3 separate regions of the Zea mays genome follow, and all the other regions are linked to region 1. The links are chromatin contacts, called in public Hi-C maps. All regions are on one chromosome and are shown on one strand. Each heading gives the region's core, a stretch centred on a gene start, on an enhancer-like site or on the middle of the called end of the contact. The rest is flanking DNA. Distances are from core to core; before and after follow the strand shown.

Region 1 (4,917 bases), core at 1,125-3,624:
AGTTCTGGAAAGCATTTGAAAACAGCTGTTAATGCACTGTAAAAGATCTTATTTATGCAGAGTTGTGTGGATGGTCAATTGAAAGTAATCATCTGCATCAGCAGTAACTAGATAAAATAACATATATTACCACTCGTAGGAAGGACACCCAGAAACCAGGGGGTGGGGTAGGTGGCCCAAATGAATTCGGTCCCTGATTATAGGGACTCATGCCCATACCATAACCACCATAGGGTCCTCCCATTCCACCGCTATACATTGGTCCACCATACATTCCAGAACCTCCATACATACCGCCATAACCTCCTCCATAACCTGAGTACATGTTATTTCCATAGGGTCCACTATATCCGCCGTAAGAGCTATACATATTGGAGCCATAACCTGCATTTTCATCAAAACGTTAACATTTTGAGACACAAGAATATTTTCTGAAACATGCAAAACAGATTACAATTACCCCCATAAGAGTTTTCATAGCCTTGCTGCTGCCAAGGCCTTGGGGGCACAGGCATTGAAATTGTGCTGTTTACATTGGAGGCAACATTGTTTCCAGCAGCAGAAACAACTTCTCCATGTTTTGCTGTCCCAGAAGCTTCAACAACATCACTGGTGCTACCACCAGAGGGCGGCTTAAAAGGCACTGGGCCAGATGAATTTCCTGCACGTTCCCATGGTTTTGGAGGTGGATTGCCAGCTGCCAATCACATCCATGGACAATTTTTCAGTAAGCCTCCAACCATAAACAAAGAATGAACTACTCACACATTATATAGAAACATGAAGTGGTATCCATAAGACGATATGGTACTCCCTCAGTCGACAAAAAATCCAATTCTAGCACACTACCAAGTTAAAGTGTCTTGCGTTTGATTAACTATAAACAATACAAATATTTATAATATAAAATAAGCACCACTAGATTTTTATGAGATACATCTTCGTACTATGAAGGATAGATATGGTGCAGTGGTGTGCCTTTCCACTGGGCCAAAGGCCTTGGGTTCGACGCTCTGCAAAATGCAAGGGTAAGACTTGCCTCATTTATTCCTTCCCCAGACCCCATTCATATGGGAGGCTCCAACATTGGGTTTGTCCATATACTTTCATACTATACTTATTTGGTGTCATAAATATTAATATTTTTACCTATATATTTGGTCAGAAGTAGTAAACAATACAGAATGGGGGTCAAATAAAGTTCCTCCTTAAGAAGAAAACAAAACTACAGTGAGGAATGTGCTAAAAAATACAAGCACTAGTTCAAGCCCTGATGGCCTCAAGCCTGATCATTAATTGAATTCGCAACATGTGCGTAACCAAAGCCCATGAACATGGTGAGACTTCAATATTTTGGTTCCTCAATATGTAGGCAATGTACATCACAGATGCCACATCCATCGCTAATACATGTAAGGACAGGTACACAAAATACCAGAATGCTTATATTAGTGCTTGCAAAGCACATATTGATGACTTTTGACAATACAACACACACATTAGTCTTGTCACCCTAGGTTTTACATTACATCTACACCAGTACTAGACATCTAGTACCAAATGATTCAGATGGACTTACCTACATCTAGCGAATGGAGTATATAAAGAATGAGAAATCCTGGCATAAAAGCAAGCACAAGGCTAAAGCTCATAACCATATCCCGTTTCTCCGTGAAATACAGGATCCCAACAAGCGCATCAGTGTTTAAAACCACAGAAGTCCACGAGTCACGGCTTAGGTAAAAGGCATCGTGGAAGGCAGCAAGTTCATCCTAAGCTAAACAATCCGTCAAGGCTGACACCTCGTCTTTACGCGTGCCCTTATCTTAATCGCATCGATTTTCCTTCGACGGCCGGCTGGAGTAGCATATCTAGCAATAGGCCCGGCGAGACTCTCGGCGCGAAACCAAGAAGAGCCCTTCCTATAAACATTCACAGGAGCAATAGTATCCCCAAGCACCGCTACCCAGCCCCAGCCCCAGCGGCACCGAAGCCTAACCGACCGGACACGCCCACCGCCGCGGAGCTTCCCAACCCAATCCGACCACCGATCGGGCCGAAATTGGGCACGAATTCGACGGATTCCTCACCCTCGTCCCGGCGACCAGACGATCCACCAACCGGCCGGATCGAGTCGGCGACGCGCGCAGCCGATCAATCAGACACGCGTAAGCACGGCAGGAGAGGGGGCTCCGACATGGAGGGCGTCGACGAACCTGCTACCATGGCGTGCGCCGCGTCGGCCGTTGGTTCGGCTCGATCAGGCGGCCGCTTCTCGGCCCACTCCACCTGGATTGCTCCGCCCAAGGCCGCGGTCGACCAAAAGCGGACAAGACAGAGAGGGGGGAGGTGAAGCGTCCAGGGCCAGCCGAGCCGAACGAGCCGCCCACGCAGCTTCGCCCGCGTGCCGCTGTCGCCTCGGCGCCCAAGGGAGTTTCGGGTAGCCGAGTCGAACGCGGAGAAGTCAACATGACTGGACTGGGTCGTTTCACGCTGGCCTGGCCTGGCCTGGCTTTTTTTTGGGCGTTTGGTAGCGTTGGGATTTTTTAGGTGCGCCGGGAATTCGGCCCAAGGTCAGAGCGTTCGGCCCCAAAATCTCATTCAGTGATAATTCGAGATCAGAGCCCAACAGATGAAAAGTTTCGCAAACCACTATTCTGTTTTTTAGCAAAGCAAAAAAAAAAAAAAAAAACTGTGCAGTGATAAGCGAATGCCCCGAAGATGTACGAGATAATTGATTTTTTGCCACTCACGTCTTTTTGTTATAATTACCACTGTGTCTATAAATTGTGGGTCCAGCTGAGTCTATAAAATGTGGGTCTGATGACAATTTTACAAACCTATTTTTTGCTGATAGCAAATATCAGAATCTCTCAAGATGTACAAAATAAAAGATCTACTTTTACTCTCTTTATTAGCAGCGGTCCTTATTTCCCCGGGGATTTTCTTGGACCATTCGGTTGCGTCTTGATCAAATGGAATTAAAAAAGATTAAATCCGCTTACATTCAATTTTAATTAGGGAGGAATTCAACCCCTTCGTTCCAAACATAACCGAACAATCCCTGGCCCCGTTTGTTTCCTTTCATTTCGAGGAATTGGAATCTTACTAATGGAATAGGCTAATTTTTTAGAATATGACATTCCACCACTTTCCAAAGTTATCATATAAGCCTATCTCAAATTCATGGGGTGAGAGATGGAAATTGATTCTATAGATTTACATGCTAATTTTCCGATGTATAACTTATAGCACACTCTTCTACCTGCACCTCTATAACATAAATATACTATATAACTAACTCTCTCATATGATTTAGGATAATATACAAATATATTATATATATAAATATATAAACTTAATTAGTTTTGTCTAAATTATAATTATTAAAATTGAATTCAATTCCAACGAAACAAACGGGCCCTTAGTACTGGTTTGGTGACCATGGAATTAATTCACTTCAATTCCTTTCGTTCACTTTTGAATAGCAAGGTAATTCTTTCTCATAGACCCCCTCTAATTATCTAGTGACCAAATTAGCCCTTAGGGTTAGTTTGAAATTTTATATCCCCTCTGATATTGTCAAGGATTGAGTGGAAAATTAGCTCATTTTTTCTCTCAATCTTCGAGAATCTCGAAGAGATTTAATTTTCCAAACTAGCACTTATTGTATCAAAGTTTAACAAGAGAATCCCTTCAATACCATCTAAACTTATACCAATTCCTTCAATGTCATAAGAATTTATAGCTTCTCTTCAATGCCATCAAATTTAAATTTTAATCCCTTGAATTCCATCGTCGTTACTTTGAAGCTAACGTCGTTAGTTCCATTTAAAGCAAATCCCTCTAATTCCATCAAAATCTATAACGACTCTTTAATGCCACTAGAAATTGGTTCGATCTATTTGAATAGAAAAAATATGGAAATAAAGGGATCTTCTCGCTGAAAATATGGAATTGAAAGGATTTTCTCGCGGAAAGTTGCATAGCGTACAAATGTCATATTTGTACTAAACAGAGCTTGGCCAATGGCCAACGGACCAGTGGTGGGCCCAGGATTTATAGGTATTTAAAATTACGAAGGGCTCCCAATGTTATTATGCGTAAATATATACAACATCGCCGAGATAGATATAATTGAGGTTTCCCGCAAGTTTTATTAAACTAAAATCGTCCACTTTTAAATACTTAGGATCATCGACGTGCTCATATTGCATTGGATGAAAAAACACATAAACTGATATATCAAGGTTACATGGTATGGGATAAACTTTAATTCTTACTCAGTTAGGGATAGTTTGGGAACTTCATTTGGATTTCTATTTTCCTTAGAAATTAGTTTATTTTACCTTAAGAAAACAGAAATCTCTTAGTAAAATTGAGTTCCCAAAATAGCTCTTAAGAAAGAAAAAAACAGTGAAAAACTTTCGCTCTGAACGAGGCAAAAAAATTGTTCAGCGTAAATAAATAAAACCTTTCAAAATTAAACCAATTAACAAAGTAACTCACGAGGCACGTGAGCAATGTGCATGCTTCTCAGAAAAGATTCTGGTCACTATCTAGCCATCGTCGTCTACGTTAAGTGCTGCTCCAGTGACCTGATCGCTTCTCATTGGAAGAAGAAAAGAGAAGAAAAGAACGGATGCTCACGGAGCTGATACGATCGTTTATCCTGATGCGGATAAACCCGGTGAGTAGGAAAAGGTGCGAGATTCCATTTCCTTCTCATTGGCCTAGGAAAAGACCCGGATTAATAAATTGACGCAAAAAGCAATAAATACTGGCAGCGGTATACAATGTTCTAGTGATATGGGGAAGAGGATACTGTCAAGACTTATTTAACAATTTTAATATAAGAAAGTACCATAGAGCACAGCTAATGGAATCATCGTTCCTAATTAGACATGGGTCTGGCCC
Region 2 (4,917 bases), core at 1,588-4,087, 380 kb after region 1:
CTAGTATTTGGGAAATTGTTAAAAATGGAATGCATTTTGATAGCACATATAATCCTGTATTTATCAATTAACAAATACATAAAAATGCCCAAGCCACTACTGTTTTGCTAACATCTCTATGCAGGGATAAATACAAGAAAGTAAGCGGCTTAAACAATGCCAAGCAAATATGGGATACCCTCAAGATCTCCCACGAGGGTAATGACGCCACCGTGATTACCAAAATGGAACTGGTGGAAGGCGAGATGGGGAGATTCACAATGATAAGGAGAGAAGAGCTAACTCTAACGTACAACCGGATAAAGACCCTTTATCAACAAAATTCAAAGCTACGGAAGCACAAGATGGACGGATCATGACGTCGTCCGACTCATACTAAGGTTATTTACTGTTATTGACCCCCATCTTGTAAATATTATTCGTGAGAACCCCAGGTACACCAAAATGACACTCGAGGAAATTCTCGAAAGATTCGTAAGCGGGCGCATGATGGTGAAAAAGGCAAGATATGTGGACGATGCCTTAAACAGACCACTTCCTCTCCATGAGTCGCAACCCGTTGCCCTCAAAGCAACCAGCAGCAAGGAGGCGCTACCTAGCAAGGTAGCACAAGTGAAGGCTGTCGGGCTCAATGAAGACGAAACGACGCTCATCATTAAGCGTTTCAAGACCGCCTTGAAGGGACGCAAAGAGTATCCCAACAAGAACAAATCAAGGGGAAAACGCTCTTGCTTCAAGTGTGGTAAGTCGGGTCATTTTATAGCACAATGTTCCGATAATGACAATGACCAGACACAAGAGAAGAAAGGGAAGAAGGAAAGAAAGAAGAACTACAGGAAGGCGAAGGGCGAGGCGAACATTGGAAAGGAAAGGGACTCTGACTGTTATTCATCCGACTCCGATGATGAAGGACTTGCTGCATCTGCCTTCGACAAGTCTTCCCTCTTCCCTAACGAACGACACACATGCCTCATGGCTAAGGAGAAGAAGGTACATACACGAGATATACCTAATTACACTTCTTCTAACCATCGCCAGGCGCACTTAATGCGACCAGTCACTTACGATGGGTCGGTCTCGAACAGGCACGTGATCCACTCGAGTGGTTTCTTTTGGCGCGCCCACCCCTGTCAGGTTCTGTTATATTCGACTCCAGGCTCAGTGCCACGTGGTTCGTCTGAGGGTGGGTGGCTCTCGGGTAGTCGTTACCTATCTCCTCCAGCTAACCAGCGGGCCTCTGTTGCCAAAGACCTTTCCTCAGTGTGCTTGCTGACTGATAGGCTCCTTGGGGCTAGAGATTCTTACCCCGACACATACCTACCTAATCAAAACACATATTTTTATATTTTATTAGAACAAATCTATCTATGTAATATACAGAAAGAAACAATGAACGGGCAACTGTCAAAAGATTAAGAGTTGAGATAACGTATCGTTGAAGAATATTTTTTAGAAAGAACTCGAAATGGTTTAGTTCTAGGCCCAGAATAGGACCTAGACGCTTGTCTCTCACGCATTCGAGAAAAGGCCCACAATCACCCCGAGGCCCACTAGAAACCCTAATTGACCTGCTGCGTGCCTTCGTTCAATATAAAATATACAGCCGCTGCGCGCCGCCGCTCGCAGTCTGAAGACACCTCACCGGCGGTAGCTGAATATAAATACACAACGCGTGTAGCCGAATTCTTCTACGGTCGTCTAGCATTCTTGACTCCCATGATTTCTCGCTGCTCGGTGCGTTTTTTGGTCGAAACAGTGTTGTTTTCCCATCTTTTGATTTTGATTTCTTTTGAATTCATCAGTGTCGATGGTCGTGTCGGAGGATGATGATATGGTTTTTGTCGCCCCAGTCTTAGGATCCGGACTTCCGGACCTTTGCTGATTGACATGTTATCGTTTCTGACTCCACTGTTCATGAGTTCGCCTTCACCACTTCCTCCCATCCGTTGCAGTGTGTTACATTTGTGTTCTTTTTTTTTTCTCATCTTTGCTGCATGCCTGTATCCATTCTTCAGAGGATGATGATGCGCAATTGTCGCCCCAGTCTTAGGATCCGTTCACATGACGGTTCTTTGCTGATTGACATAACAGTGGATCTGACTCTTTACAGATTGTCATAATCTGACAGTTTCGGAGACTTAGCAGGTGTCTGTTTCTTGGGGCCATTTGCTATTTTATTTATCATACTCTCAGTTGTGGGCTTCACCACTATTTCGTTTCTTGATACTGTCAGGGATTCATCACTACATCAATGCTGAGCAGGCCGAAAGTATTACTACATTCCGAAATGACGGTGTATGCCCTTATAATGAGCAAAGCATTCTGTAATAATATTGACAAATCACATACTTCAAAAGTACTTAAAATTTATGGACATTTGCTTTACTGATGGAACTAAAAGTTTTAATGACCTCTAGTAGAGGTTGAGTGTTGTCAAAGCTTGTACGCTGTATTTTTAATTAACTTATCCCAAAGGGAAGTATTCCTTCCTCTTGTTTTTTCCTGAGCGGAAGCTCTGAAACGAAATGGCCCAACTTCCGCCTAGCGAAGCCCAGCACGGCATCGAACGGCAGCGGGCCTCATGTTTTTTTGTGGGCGCAAGCTCTGAAACGAAAATGGTGAACTGCTGCCCAGTGAAGCCCAGCACGACATCGAAAAACCACGGGCATCCTGTTCTTTTTGGGCGTGGGCTCTGAAACGAAATGGCCCAACTTCCGCCCAGCGAGCTAAACCCACAACGCATCGAACAACGACGGCCAGCTTCCCAAGGCAAGGACCATACGTGCCACCTGCCTACCTCATCAAAAATGACGAAAAAAAATGAACGCGTTGAAACACCGAAAGGCAAGCCGGCAGCACCAAACTTTTCTCCTAAAAATCCTCCAAAAAAACAAAAAAGGGGAGGGAAAAAATTCTCGTCTTCTTCCCCGTGCTTGCCAGCACCCGAGGTCGGCGAGCTCTCCGAAAGCGGCGGCGATGGGTTCCAGCCAGGCCGATAAGCCACTGCGTCGTATAGCGGTGTCGTTCGAGGAGCTCGCCGCCGTCGCTAAGCAGCAGCCCGCGGTGCCCATGGACGCTGGGGCCTTCTCGCGCGCCTGCTCCAACGTCTCCGTCCTCTTCGGCTGCCTCGGCATCGCTTTCAAGTTCGCGGAGATGGACTACGTCGCCAAGGCACGCATCCTCCTACTCCCCGTCTCCTCGCACTGGCTCTGTACGACTGTCGCTGTTTGGCGTGGTTTCGTCCAGTGTTTAGATCCGTCTGCTGCTTATTTGTGCTTGGATGGATGTGATGATCCATCGAATTTAGAGTTGTCTGAGACCAGTATTTAAGGACTGGATGGTCTCACACTCTCACTGATATCAGAGCATCTACTTTCGAGACCTTGTTTGCTGTTATGGTGAGTTGGTGACGCTTGAGATAGTAGAATGTTATCTGCTGCACATATCTTAGCAGACACCTGATAATTCATTTGCAAACTTAGTGTGCAGCTGTCGTACTTTGGGCTCAAAACGATGGTGGTGATGATTAGCTTCAATTCTTTCTCGGTGCACGGATTTTGGCTTGTGATTAGTAACCAAAACTATGAGGTTAGGGAGAATTGACAACAAAGAGTTCAAATAAAGAGTTTTTGCATATGAATAAGATCATCTAATCTAAGGTTGTGTTCTGTACCAGTTTGTTTCAATGGATACTTACGGTGTTTAGGATGATAATATGATATACGGCTTTGTTGATTGCCACTAGAGAGTTCAGATAAACTAAACACCTCATGTGCAACTGTTCTACTCCGGTTTGGGTATGGTGCTGTGTTGGTCTCTCATCGTTGTCTGTTTAGTTATCTGTTATTAATCTGTTTTGTGTTGGTAGCAAACATCGCCACTTTTGAGTATGACTAAACATGCTCGTATGTGGTGTTTGATTGAGCTCAGATTAGTCTCTTATCAATTAGGTGCACAGAATCAGTGAATCTACTTCGGCCGCGTTCACTGTTATGTGCTTGTTTGTTTTGATGGATACTGGTTAGAGTTCTATCTGCTGCACATGCCAACCAGTATCACTCATATATGTTGTTTTATGAGCAGGCACTTGGATAATTCACTGCAAACTTAGTGCACAACTATTTTAGTTTGAGCTCTTGATGGCGAGTAATAGATTCAGTTTCTGCTAGGTGTTCTGCTTAGTTGTAATCAAATGTGATGATTTTGTCTAAGACTTGGAGGTTAGGAAAATTGACCTCGAAAATAATAATGTAGACTTTTCACATCTGAATCGGATCATATAATTCGGAGGCTATCTTCTGTGCCAATTTGTTTCAACGGATGCTCAAAGTGTTAGAATATGACCCACCGCACTTGCTTTCTAGTTTGCTACTAGAGAGTTGAAAGGTCTCGTCAGTTTTACTGGAGACCTGGACAGTTCATTACATAGCAGACTTCGTGTGCAACTGGTTTATTCTGAGTTGGGATGCTGTGCTGGTTTGATTTCTGACTTTGCTCTCATCTTTGCCTGGCTAGTTATCTGTTGTCAAAGTCTATCATGTGTCAGTAACAAGTACTTTCACTTTTAAGTTTGACTAGACACATGGATAAATTTAATACTACGGAAAAACACATTGCATAACAACTTGTAACAATTTTTTGATGACGGCGCTGAATTGCTTTCCTTGTTGCCAATATATCATTCTGACGTTTCTATGTTTTCTTTTTGTGTTCTTCCCTGAACACTTCATTGGATTATCTATAGGTTGATGATTTGGTGGAGGCGTCCAAGTCAATTTCAACATTGCCTTCTATGGTTGAGCGAGACATTCAGACCGACACTGTCAGGAAACCAGGGAGCCATACAAGGAATCTGCTTAGAGTGAAGCGCGGGATTGATATGGTTAAAGTCCTGTTTGAGCAAATTCTTGTCACAGA
Region 3 (4,917 bases), core at 1,411-3,910, 310 kb after region 1:
AGGCACTGGCAGGGCGCGCGCGGATCCGGGGATGAGGGCGCGCAGGCAGAGGAGGGCCGGCGGCGGCAGGCACTGGCAGGGCGCGCGCGGATCCGGCGGGTGGGCACGCCGGAGATGGAGGGCGCGGCCGGGGAGAGTTGGGAAGCAGAGAGGGCGTGGACGGGGCTGCTCGGCGCGCGACGGTCGGGGCTCGGCGCGCGGCGGGCGGCGGCTGGAGACCGGCGGCCGTCGCAGGGGAGATGAGGGAGGGGCGCGGACGTCGGCTGGGGGCCGGCGGCCGACGCAGGGGAGAGGAGGGAGAGGCGCGGACGACGCAGGGGAGAGGAGGGAGAGGACTGGGGGCCGGCGGCCGTCGCAGGGGAGAGGAGGCCGGCGGCTGCAGGGGAGAGGAGGCCCCTGGCGGCTGCGTAGGGGAGAGGATGCCCCTGGCGGCGGCTGTAGGACAGGGAAACAGGAAACCTAAACCTAGGCTGATGATACCATGTTGGAAACTGAACTCATGCCCCTAACCAGGGATGGGGAATAGTATTAATAGGCTTAGTAGCTGGGCCAGGCCCATTACAGTGAGGGGTAAAACGGTAATTACATGGGGAACACCCCAAACCCTAGACGGGTAGTCTAACAACAATCACATAACGATCTACCTTCGCTTCCAGAGTACAGTTCTTAGAAATCGAGCTGTCCTTAATATAAGCTTGCCTATTTCCTCTGTAAGCATCAGGCACACAGTCAACATCATAGCGGTAGATGATTTCTGCAATCTGAACCGGAATAATGAGCACATCAGTTATACCTTGCGGTATAAAGATTAAAGGAAACATCAGTATCTACCAGAGGGAGCAGAACAATACATGATTTGAAGTTTGGAGACAAAGAAGCCCGAAAGGTATGAAAATTATTCCGATAATCAAGAACATTGCTATTATCTGAAAACAGTGAAGTAAAATATCATCATTTGAACTGCATATGAAACAGTCTATATGCCAAACCTGTCGATAGGATCAGAGCAAACTTACACATCCAGGTGTCATTGCTGGCTTCCAAGCTGGGAGGTTCTGCTGGGTGAACCTATAGAAAACTGCAAAACTAACAAACTTTTCAAAAATGGAAAAAAAGAATTGTCAACTCTATGGAGTACTAAACTAGAACAGTACTGCAACGCACAACAATGATAGGAAAATACAGATAATCTGAATTCTCAAAGTTTGTAAAAGAAATCCACCAAATAATCTTCTTATGTCCAGATTCAGTAGTTGCCAATAAAGGAAACACAAGTTAATACAACAAAATCTGCCTGTGGTTGCATCAGTATTGTGTTTCACATGATTCTAAAAAATGATGATACAGATCGCGAGTCCAGATGGTGACTAAGGGTGTGTTTAGTTTCTATGGACTAATTTTTAGTCCCTCCATTTTATTTCATTTTAGTCCCTAAATTACCAAATACGGAAACTTAAATTTATGGACTAATTTTTAGTCCCACCATTTTATTCCATTTTAGTCCCTAAATTGCCAAACACGGAAACTAAACGTATTTGACAATTTAGGGACTAAAATGAAATAAAATGGAGGGACTAAAAATTAGTCCCTATAAAACAAACACCCCCTAACTTTATGCCCACCATGATTATTAGCTAAAAGTTCATTTATTGTTAGGTCCCGTTTGGTTACTTTAGTCCAGTGACTAAAATTTAGTTAGGAGACTTCTACGGACTAAAATTATTTAAAACACATTAAATGAATCATAAGAGGACTAAAATACCACTTAGCATTCTTCCGCAATTAGTACAACTGATAAAACAAGGGCAAAAACTGGAATTTATATGGTTTAGTCCTTTTTGGTCACCCCTTGAGGGACTAGAGACTAAAACAGTTTAATCACTATTTTAGTCCCAGCGTTTGCCAATTTAGGGACTAAATGGGACTGAAATGGAGCATTAGTCCCTTATACCAAACGGGGCCTTATAAAGACTCACCAAATGTAACCTTACATTAGCATAGCATGCACACACCTCAAATGCTGTTCAGATAAATGGATTGTAATTGTAAGCAAGCAACCTCCGTAACATGTAAGACCAAATCAACAATGCGAACTGCAATTTTACGCTCGAATTAAGCGTTTATGCAATCCCACGATCGCGCGAGCTACTAACCCTAGCATCTGAGGGCTGAGGCTACTATCTCCCGCAGACCACACCGCTCCTGAGCGTGGAAACCTAGACGCGACGCGACCGAATCGAAGCCAGCCCAGCCATCAGATCGTGACTCACCTCCCGATCTCGCAGGCACGAAGCCGCGCCTCGTCGCGGCGCCGGACGCGGAGGTGCTCGCTTCGTCCATCTTCTCCCGCCACGAGCTCGGTCGCCGCACAGGCCCTCGTCAGCGGCTCGCCGGAGCCCGTGCTCCGCAGTCCGACCCGCCGGGGGATCCGACCGCAGAAGAAGAGTGGAGAGTCCACTTGCTGCTCGATGAAAAGGAGCCCATGGGCCCACTAAATCTTGAGGGCCTATCTAATTCACGTGGGCCTTATGGGCCCAACTCCCGGGGGCGCTCGAATTGACGGCGTGAGATGGATACTAACGGTGACTAACGGTCGATGTAACGGCCGCATCAATGCGCCGCCCGGCGCGTCGCGATCGGGGGAATCTTTTCCCCATTTCGTTTCGCCCAGGAGCGACAGGCGCGGGCGCCACGGAGTGTGTGTGAGAGAGAGATAGAGAGAGAGGGAGATGCGAGAGGAGGTGAGGAGCTCGTCGGGGGCGGTGGCAGAAACGCCGATGGCCGTCGCCCGGTCCTCGTCGCCGCCGCACACCCCGGTAGCCAGGTACGGTGGCGGTCGCGCCTCGGGACCTCTCTACTTTTGGTTGTAGATTCTCAGCTGTAGGCGCTGTTGCTTGGTTAGGGAATCGGGGTCTCAGTGCTCGGATTGGTGGCGAGGGTGTTGGTTCTGCGTAAGAAAGGTAGATTTTACTTCGTCCAAAAGACCTATTGTAGGATTCGAGGTAGGATTTGCCGAGGCGGTGGCTCAAATTCGATTATGGAATTTTGATTGGACTCTAGGACACTCCTTTGTAGGGGAAAGCATGAGATATTTGATGGCCAACATCAGTTATACGTCCATGGTCGGCGAAAATCAAGTGTAGCTGGCTGAGCTTTACTTCTCCTTTTGGCTGCAAAACGCCAGGATTTGAGTTGCTAGATTGGTTCCTGCTGCTGTATAGTGTTACAGATTAATGAACGGTAACAATGAATGACATAATTCTGCGATTAGAGCTTACACGTGTTTGCCACCAAATATTATGATTAGGGGGACATGCTACATTTGTGCTGACTTCATGCTATTATATTCTAATGCTGGTTTGGTCACAGTGCAGCAATTGAGATTTGAGAAGGATTGCAGTTTGCAAAAATCAGTGGAGAATGTGGCACATTTGATGGTGTGGAGACTGGTAGCATAGGATTGACTATTGAGCCACTGGAGCTCATGGTAGCCTTGTTAACTATAGATCTAGGTAGCTTATTCTCAATTCATTTTTTGATGTTAGATCTGAACATGGTGCTATAGTTTCTATGCTTGAATGCTAAAACCTGAAAACAGTTATTTTATTTGGATGACAAGCTAACTTGTCACGGCTGGTACCATGCCAACGGCGCGAACAAATCTACAGCTGGCGTATACATATTTGGTGTTGGTATGTCATATGTATGCATGGGCACACAAGGTAGAGTTAGCCTCTGTCTTATAAGCCACTGCCATGCAAAGGTAGAACCCAGACAACGAACTAGAAAGGAATCAAATCGGAGAGGAACCTTTTCTCGTCCATTTCCCCAAGTTATCTCTGCTTGTGATCTTGCTCACGTCCCGGCACCTTTCCGCGGCTGCGGGTAGTTACATAACGTCAATGCGAACCTTTTCTGTACGGAATTCATAAAGCAAGAAATAATCCTTTCTACAGATTTTTGTCATTCTTTTTTAAAAGCTTGCACTGAAGCCCCTTTTTCTTTTCAGTTCCGTCGGTGCCTCGTCACCTGCTATGCAAACTAATGTTGCAAGCATAGATTGGTTGGGTGGCAAACAAGCTTCCAGAGTTGACTCGTCGTCGCAAGTTGCTGCACATGCTTATCACCCTTCCCATAGTTTTGATGCAGCTGGCACTGCTATGGATTCTGCACCATCATGCAGACCATGGGAACGTGGAGACTTACTTCGTCGACTGGCAACATTTAAGCCTTCAACTTGGGCTTCTAAACCGAAGGTATCTTCCCTAGTTGGGACTACTATAGGGTCTACGCCTCTACGGTGTGTCATTTCACATGCTTTAGGTTTTCTCTTGTGGTGTGTTGCATGTACCATATATTGCTCCTTTGGGCTTTAGTATACAACTAAAGAGGATTCATCTCTCCCCACCCAAGTCCCTGAACTCCATAATGATACAATAAAGTTGGCTGAACATTTCTTTTGTCACCATTTGTTGGTGGCAGTAATACAAAACATGCCATAGGTCTGAAAATGTGACCATGGAATCATGACCAAAATCATTATGCACATATAGACCTCTCCACTTTCATATCAGCTATAACATAAAATTCTTGCTTTGATATATTGGAATTCGAAAGAAGTTACTCTTTCAACGTTTTGCTCATTGCAAGTGGCATTTAAATAATGATGTTTACTTTGCTTGAAACTGCATGTTGCTTTCAGCAGCTGAGTATCAAATTGCATAATTTATAGTCTTGCTACCACATCTTGGTGGTGAGTACTCAGTAGAAGTGTAGAACACCAATATGGTCTGATTGCTGTCCTAGTTGCACTATCCAATTTGGTAACCTTGTCTTTCTTTAAAATGAAGCCTGGTACTATGTTAATCTGGCCAGGCATTTGCTGGATGCTTGCTTGACCTTTATAGGGATCCTTCA

The links. A called contact is a pair of places that touch in the nucleus more often than the background predicts.
Region 2: a Hi-C map of bundle sheath shows a contact between it and region 1, with 3 times the contacts expected there. The contact joins the promoter of LOC100275982 here to the promoter of LOC100283272 in region 1. A contact is called at or near these places in 7 of 25 Hi-C or Micro-C datasets (bundle sheath, ear, endosperm and 3 more).
Region 3: a Hi-C map of leaf shows a contact between it and region 1, with 3 times the contacts expected there. The contact joins the promoter of LOC103644136 here to the promoter of LOC100283272 in region 1. A contact is called at or near these places in 13 of 25 Hi-C or Micro-C datasets (bundle sheath, ear, leaf and 5 more) and 1 of 3 datasets of contacts at active chromatin or transcription factors (seedling).

What each region holds. Positions count from the first base shown.
Region 1 is chr1:292,316,956-292,321,872 of Zm-B73-REFERENCE-NAM-5.0, reverse strand. It overlaps LOC100283272, which reads right to left and starts at 2,374. Exons shown (of 5, transcript NM_001369528.1): 1 at 2,217-2,374; 2 at 461-697; 3 at 131-384. The coding sequence starts at 2,226.
Region 2 is chr1:291,936,812-291,941,728 of Zm-B73-REFERENCE-NAM-5.0, reverse strand. It overlaps LOC100275982, which reads left to right and starts at 2,837. Exons shown (of 4, transcript NM_001149886.2): 1 at 2,837-3,171; 2 at 4,745-4,917. The coding sequence starts at 2,977. It overlaps LOC111590763 (small nucleolar RNA U31b), which reads left to right and starts at 2,015; the gene lies at 2,015-2,103. It overlaps LOC111590764 (small nucleolar RNA U31b), which reads left to right and starts at 1,820; the gene lies at 1,820-1,906.
Region 3 is chr1:292,008,388-292,013,304 of Zm-B73-REFERENCE-NAM-5.0, reverse strand. LOC103644136 reads left to right here and starts at 2,660. Exons shown (of 7, transcript NM_001346920.1): 1 at 2,660-2,824; 2 at 4,010-4,256. The coding sequence starts at 2,730. LOC100273403 (Putative ALA-interacting subunit 2) reads right to left here and starts at 2,397. Exons shown (of 8, transcript NM_001147840.1): 1 at 2,271-2,397; 2 at 1,017-1,078; 3 at 852-926; 4 at 645-761. The coding sequence starts at 2,340.